Linked DNA regions of Mus musculus: region 1 is linked to region 2. Evidence: chromatin contacts called from public HiCAR-type data. All regions are on one chromosome and are shown on one strand. Each heading gives the region's core, a stretch centred on a gene start, on an enhancer-like site or on the middle of the called end of the contact. The rest is flanking DNA. Distances are from core to core; before and after follow the strand shown. Region 1 holds the start of Arih1 (ariadne RBR E3 ubiquitin protein ligase 1). Region 2 holds the start of Loxl1 (lysyl oxidase-like 1).

Region 1 (3,892 bases), core at 1,296-3,795, 1.2 Mb before region 2:
CTTTGTGTTTGAAACTTAGCATGCATATTGCTATGCATTTTTCTGGTAGTGGCCAGCCACTGTAGCACCTAAAGGAAGATGACACAAAGGGTTTTTAAGAGTCTTAAAATTGTTATGGCTAATATCAACTTGATGGACCCAGAATTACTCAGAGATAAAGCTCTGGGCAGCTTTATGAATTCATAGATCCAATAACTAAGGTGAGAGATATCCATCCTATGTTTGGGCTGTAACATTCCATAGGCTGGGGTCCTAGACTTATAAGGAGAAAGTGATCTAAAAACTATTGTTCATCTCTCTCTTTTATTCCTGCTGATACAATGTAATAACTGCCTTATACTTCTGTCATCATGCCTTCTTTGACAGGATAGACACTGACCTCACAATGTGAACATTAATCCTCTCCTTCCTTAACTTGCTTTTGTCTGTTATTTGAATAAATAACACAAGAATAAAACAGTGAATGAATACACAAATATTCCTGAATTATTTCCATAGATATACCACAACAGGATGGAGAAGAACAAAGGGTGTTTGTGTCTGTGGTTTGTCTCAGATGTGGCAATAAGTTATAATTGCTAAATAGAAACACAATGACTCAAGGGACCAAGATAACCCAGAACTGTTGTTAAGAGCTTTGATTTGAGCTAGGCATGGTGGTGCATGTCTCAAATCCTAGCATTTGGAGGCAGGGGCAGGAAGGTCAGGAGTTAAGGGTTATCCTGGGTACATGAGATCCTACTTAAAAAACAAACAAACAAACAAACAAACAAACCGAGAAAGGCTCAGCAGGTACAGACAAGCACTTTCCATGTAGCCTGATGACTCTAACCCAACTTCTGTAGTTTACACAGTGAAGTGTGGGCTAATTCCCATAAGTTATCTTCTGATCTACACTTGCCTTGCACTCAACCCAGTTTAAATATGTGTGTGTAAAGAAATAAATCGATCATTTGAAAACAAAATAGACATAGACATTATATAAGTATGTATCTATATATTTTCCACTTTTTCAAAGGCAATTTCTAAACAGAATCTATATCTTAAGTACTGTATCTATTAAGGGTTCAGCTTTAATAGATTTTCAGACTGGCCAATCCTTCAAGTTACTGGAAGAGGGAGGTCTCTTAAGCCTCTACTTCCTTCAAAACACTTTCCTGGCTCTGGTGTCCTATTTTCAAGGTATTAAGTCTAAAGCAAACAAAACAAGATAAACCCAGTCTTGGAAAGGCATTAAGTGCTTTGTCATGACCTCTAACTAATTTGCCCAATACTTCCCATTTACTGATTGAGTTTTAAACTTCAGCCTTGTAACTATTGTGAACCTTCTGTTTTGACCCAAGGCCATCTTCCTCTCCTCCTCTGTTGAAATAGCCATCCATCAACCCAGCTCACTTCTGCACTATTTCCAGATAAGCAGTCTCTCTTGGTCTTTGTAGATGTGGTTTGCCTGCACTGTTTCCTGGAATTATCACTGTAATTTACATAAAATGTAAGATTTATTATGTATCAGAAAACCTCTCTGCTCCATTGCTGGGGACTGAAATTGGGGCCTTTGTGCATGCTGGACAGGTGTATGCCACCACAAGGTATATACACTTTTATTTTTAGAGTCTCGGGTGCCTCCGCTATAATCTGGGTACTAGGACTCTGTGGTAATGAGCACTAATCTATGGAAGGCCCTTAGTGATTGAGGAATTGATGGCCTTAATTGAGGAACAGGACTGTCACATTGTTCCGGACCCTCAAGAAGTGCTTGTCAAGATGAGTTCAGGAACTGAGTCTTTACTATGACGTCACATCAGGGGGACCCAAGAACCGCTGTAGAGCCACGAGTGGACAGCAACACTCCAACTACCTGTCACCCAACTTGGAGGTTCCGCGTACTACTACCTTCCAGGCAGTAACTCGGGCAACCGGAATTTTAGCAGCACAGCTACCGGCTTCCCGGAACTAGCCAGGGCGTGTCAGATGTGCCTGTGAGGCCCGGAAGCGAGAAAGGTCCTCGGAGAAAACCTCCGCTTGGGCGCTCCCCAGACTCCTCCCCACGACCGGAAGGCCCCAGCCTCCTCACGTCAAGGAGCCACAGCTTCCCAGTGTCTCCGGGCCACCGCCGCGCCGCCGCGCTCCCGTCCTGCTCAGGCTCGGCCGTGGGGTCTCCCCAAATACTACGCAGGGGCCAAGGGGCGTGGCGCGGTGACGTGCAGCGGACCGACGCGATGACGTAGCGCGGCGCGGTGACGCACGCCCCTTTGTTGGCTCAGTAGCGGTAGCAGCGGCCGCGGAGGTGGCGCAGGGGACTGTTTTCCGTCCGAGCCCGGAGCGGAGCGGCGTCTGACTGAGGCCGGCAGCAAGCGGCCCCCGCGCTCCCTCCCGCCCTGCTCCGCGCCCTCCCCGCCGCCGCCACCGCCCGCCTCCAACCGCCGCACGCGGGGAGCAGCCGCGGCCCACGGGGCCGGAACCAGGCCTGCGTCCGGACGGCAGCCGGAGCCGGAGCGAGAGCCGGGGCCTCGGCGTCCCCGCCCTCTCCGCGCCGCGGCCAGCGTCTGCCGGGCCCGCGCGCGTCGCGCCATGGACTCGGACGAGGGCTACAACTACGAGTTCGACGAGGACGAGGAGTGCAGCGAGGAGGACAGCGGCGCCGAGGAGGAGGAGGACGACGACGAGGACGAGCCGGACGATGATAACCTGGATCTGGGCGAGGTGGAGCTGGTGGAGCCCGGGCTGGGCGTCGGCGGGGAGCGAGACGGACTGCTGTGCGGGGAGACTGGCGGTGGCGGCGGCAGCGCTCTGGGTCCGGGAGGCGGCGGCGGCGGTGGCGGTGGCGGCGGCGGCCCGGGACACGAGCAGGAGGAGGATTACCGCTACGAGGTGCTCACGGCCGAACAGATCCTGCAGCACATGGTGGAATGTATCCGGGAGGTCAACGAGGTCATCCAGGTGAGGGGCCCCGCCACGCCATCTGGCCCCGGAGCCGGCTTAGGGAGCGGACCCAAGGCGGCCTGTGCGGCGCCGAAGAGCAGGCCAGGGCCTGGCTCGTCACGGGCCTGTGTGCCCTGCCGGCCGGTCGGGAGGTGCGCTTGGGCGGTGCTTCCCGGAGTCCTGGCATGGCGGAGGCCTGGGGCTGCCTGAGCGGCTATGGCCGGCAGTTCCTGCATGACTACGGCCGGAGGATGGGATACCGGGGCGGGCTAGAGGCGGGTGAGGTGGTGAGTGTGAAAGAGGTGTCAGAAAGAACCCGGCCCTTTTCTCAAGGTTTATCCCTAGCCCTTGAGTCTTTTGAGCAGTTTCAGATGGGATTAGGGCAGGCCCTTCAGAGCAGCTTTAGTGTATGATTGCTCCAAGTGGGCACCGGCTAATAAAGAAATGGATCTCCTTGGCAGTCCTAAGTGGCTACTTAAAGGTGGGGGAAGGGAACTATTTCTCGGAAGAGGTGCTGATGGACCTTATTTTCTGATGGTGAGGCTTATGCCTACATTTTTGGGGGAGTGGGAGGAGTATGTTTTCTTTGGGACCTAACTGCTACTTCTTCCATTGGTAGCAAGTAACTTGATGGAAGCTGTTGGAATAGTTATTGCAGATCCCCTACCCACCCTTGCAGCTTCGGCAACAATAAAACACAGTGTTGTCTAATTGGACAAAACTCTATTGTGAATTAGAAAGTAGAGGCATTCCGGCTTCTGGACTCTATTCTCTGAAGGTTTCTGTTTCGTGCATAGAAGTTAAACTTGCTTCAGACCAGAAACTGCATCCTATTTAACGCTATATACATCCCGATTTTGTATTTTTGAGCTTTAGGAAATAAATTTACATTTGTTTGGGGGAAAAGTTGTTACAAATGGGATATGATTGGAAAGTAAAGATAACATAGGACCCGGTGGTGAAAGTCTGA
Region 2 (3,583 bases), core at 21-2,520:
GGGGGGGGGAAGATATCCAGTGTCCCAAGACACATATGTGAAGTATCAGTCCTGAAACCCACAGTTTGGTGGGTTGATAGATGCTTCCTGGTAAGGATGGAGGGCAGAGGGGTCCTGGTTCCCAAAGAGCATCATTCTGGCTGTTTCCTCCTTAAACGGGGCCCAGGAGTTTACAAAACAGAGTCATCCAGCATTGAGGACAGATCCTTCCTGTCTTGTTTATAAGTCTCAGGGGGTAATCTTTGCCCTCCAGCTCCCAAGGCCAAACAGAAGACAGCCTAGGGGAAGCCTGGAGAACAGCATTTAGAGGGTAACCTCTTAGGTACCAAGTAAAAGTTAAAATTTACCTTTCTTCTTAGCCCTGACATCCCCGGAGGGAACAGAGAATCGGCCAGAACAGATGGAGTTCTGTGGAATAATCCCCCAGTGATCAATGTGTCCACTAACTCAGAGTTGGGAAGGAGCATGCGATTCCCAGGCCACGGCTCTCCCAAGGCCTCCCTCTCTCTGCTTTATGTTAAAGGTTCCCCTTGCCTCACAATGGCATATCTCATATCCAAGGCTGCCACCGGCTGGGTTCTTCTTATTCATGTTTAGACTCCGATTATTTCTGGCTATCAACTCAGGAAGCACAGGGCAGAAGCCACTGGAGGGGGTGGGGGGTACGTGATGTCAGCATCTGCCCTGAGCTCCCAAGTCCCCTTCAGCAGAGAGACATACCTATCCTAGTTCCCAAGCCTGTAGACTGAGACCTGGTAGAAGAGCTGAAGGTTCAGTGTCTTTGTACTCAGGACCAAACGCCCAATGTCTTCAGGATGCAGAATTACAGGGTGGCCCCAGCCAGAGGTGGGCATCTCCCCAGGGAGTCTCACCAACCAGGATGTCTCTTAGCACTAGCTTTGGAGAAGGGAGAAGGCACCCCAAGAACCCTAGGAAGAGGTGAAGTCAACGAAGAAAGTGGAATTAAAAAAAAAAAAAACCTGTGTCCAGGACTGAGTGGAACCAGCAGGGTAGTGCCCACATCTTAATCCTGCTATGTTTGCCAGAAACCCCACTTACCAGGCCTGAGTCCCCAGGGGCCCCCTCCTCCGCCCTACCTCATTCCCTTCCTCCCAGGCAGGTCTGTGGCTTGGCTGGAAGCTACAGGACTAAGGGAGCACTGATCTGTGGGACAGGCCACATAGCTAAAACCCGGCGGGCCGTAGGGCCCCGCGGAGGAGGCCCCAGCAGGCGGACCAGGTTTCTGAAACCTCCAGACACTTTCAGCCTGTTGCTTATTCATTCAGAGTGGGAAAGCGCCAGCCTAGCGAGCAGCCAGCCAGTGTGGGGCTGGCCATGTAAGGGCCCCAGGAGGTCCTGCCCGTCCCGTGCCCTACGGAAAGCCTCGTGCAGCCCTGGGCACCGCCCCTGCCCTGCCCTGACCCCTTGGCCTCGAAATGCTGTCATCGGAGGAGCCGTCCCGCTCGGGACAAGGCCAGGATGGACAAAGCTAGAGCTTGGGCAGGCGAAGAGCCATCCTGTCCTCGAGGCCGTGGGAAGAGAAGCACGCACCGAGGCCCACTCTCTGCCCACCCGGCCTCTGCAGAAGGGCCACTATGGCTCTGGCCGGAGCCGGCAGCCAGCTGAGGACCCTGGTGTGGAGTGCCTGCCTGTGCGTCCTGGTGCACGGGCAGCAAGCGCAGCCAGGACAGGGCTCGGACCCAGGACGCTGGCGGCAGCTGATCCAGTGGGAGAACAACGGGCAGGTGTACAGCTTGCTCAACTCGGGCTCTGAGTACGTGCCCGCGGGGCCCCAACGAGGGGAGACTAGCTCCAGGGTTCTACTGGCAGGCGCGCCCCAAACGTCGCAGCGGCGCAGTCAGGGGGGACCCCGGCGTCGGCAGGCGCCGTCCCTGCCCCTGCCCGGACGCGTGGGTTCGGACACTGTGCGCGGCCAAACGCGGCACCCGTTCGGCTTCGGCCAGGTGCCCGACAACTGGAGAGAGGTGGCCGTCGGGGACAGTACCGGCATGGCTCGGGCCCGCACCTCCGTCTCCCAGCAACGGCACGGGGGCTCCGCCTCCTCCTCGGTTTCGGCCTCGGCCTTCGCCACCACCTATCGCCAGCCATCCTCCTACCCGCAGCAGTTCCCCTATCCGCAGGCGCCCTTCGTAAACCAGTATGAGAACTACGATCCCGCGTCACGGACCTACGAACAGGGCTACGTGTACTACCGTGGTGCGGGCGGCGGCATGGGCGCGGGGGCAGCGGCTGTAGCCTCGGCTGGGGTCATCTATCCCTTCCAGCCCCGGGCGCGTTACGAGGACTACGGAGGTGGAGGAGGCGAGGAGCAGCCCGAGTACCCGGCCCAGGGCTTTTACCCAGCCCCAGAGAGGCCCTATGTGCCCCAGCCCCAACCCCAGCCCCAGCCCCAGCCGCAGCCTCAGCCCCAACCTTCCGACGGCCTTGACCGTCGTTACTCGCACAGCCTGTACAATGAAGGCACCCCGGGATTCGAGCAGGCCTACCCTGATCCCAGCACCGACGTGTCGCAGGCCCCCGCGGGGGCCGGTGGCACCTACGGTGGCGCTGGCGATCCTCGCCTCGGCTGGTACCCGCCCTATGCAGCCAATGTGCCACCGGAGGCCTACGTCCCTCCGCGTGCGGTGGAGCCACAGCCCCCATTCCGCGTGCTGGAGCCACCTTACTTGCCCGTGCGAAGCTCTGATGCGCCCTCCCAGGGTGGGGAGCGGAACGGCGCCCAGCAGGGCCGTCTCAGCGTGGGTAGTGTGTACCGACCCAACCAGAATGGTCGCGGTGAGTACAATCCACGAGCGCCTTGGCTCGACATTTTGGCCACTGGTGAATTGCTGGTGCGGACCCTGTTTGTTTCTTATCAAAGGCCTTCCAGTGGTGGCTTAACAAGGACCATGCAGCCCCTGCGTGCCTCTCCTCCTGAATCCAACTATTATCCATCTGGGTCAAAGGCCTATCTGGTAGGCCTGTGTTTTGACTCTGGCTTGGGGAGAATAGTGGAAGGACTAGCCAAGTTTTAAGTACTTTGCAGATCTAGCTGGGGTCATCTAGGGACGAGTGGGGAAAGTCTTGCTCCCTTGCTTCTCCCTCTCCCAGGGAATCTCTTAACACTTTTAGAAATTTCCCCTATGCCTGTGCACAAAGTGAGGCAAAGGATCATGGGAGTCTTGGACCTTCAGGGTCAAGAGGCCTTAAGAATGCTTCTAGAGCCGGGCGTGGTGGCGCACGCCTTTAATCCCAGCACTCGGGAGGCAGAGGCAGGTGGATTTCTGAGTTCGAGGCCAGCCTGATCTACAAACTGAGTTCCAGGACAGCCAGGGCTATACAGAGAAACCCTGTCTCGAAAAACCAAAAAAAAAAAAAAAATGCTTCTAGAGATGCTGCAGTGTCCTTGTGCCCTTAGTGAGGTGAGTAAACAGCCAAAGAGCTGCACTAGAACAGACAAAATTTTCAGACCCCTGAGGTGATCCCAACACGGCTGGGGATGCCAGAGCCCACTGGCCAGGGCATAAAATTCAACTGAGCACTAAAGAAACCACAGTAATGAAGATTAGTACTATTTCAGTGC

Evidence for each region. HiCAR-type assays count read pairs that join an accessible place to other places.
Region 1: a HiCAR-type map of astrocytes shows a contact between it and region 2, with 2.8 times the contacts expected there. The contact joins the promoter of Arih1 here to the promoter of Loxl1 in region 2.

The regions. Positions count from the first base shown.
Region 1 is chr9:59,485,027-59,488,918 of GRCm38.p6, reverse strand. It overlaps Arih1 (ariadne RBR E3 ubiquitin protein ligase 1), which reads left to right and starts at 2,545. Exons shown (of 14, transcript NM_019927.2): 1 at 2,545-2,940. The coding sequence starts at 2,572.
Region 2 is chr9:58,310,899-58,314,481 of GRCm38.p6, reverse strand. Loxl1 (lysyl oxidase-like 1) reads left to right here and starts at 1,270. Exons shown (of 7, transcript NM_010729.3): 1 at 1,270-2,796. The coding sequence starts at 1,596.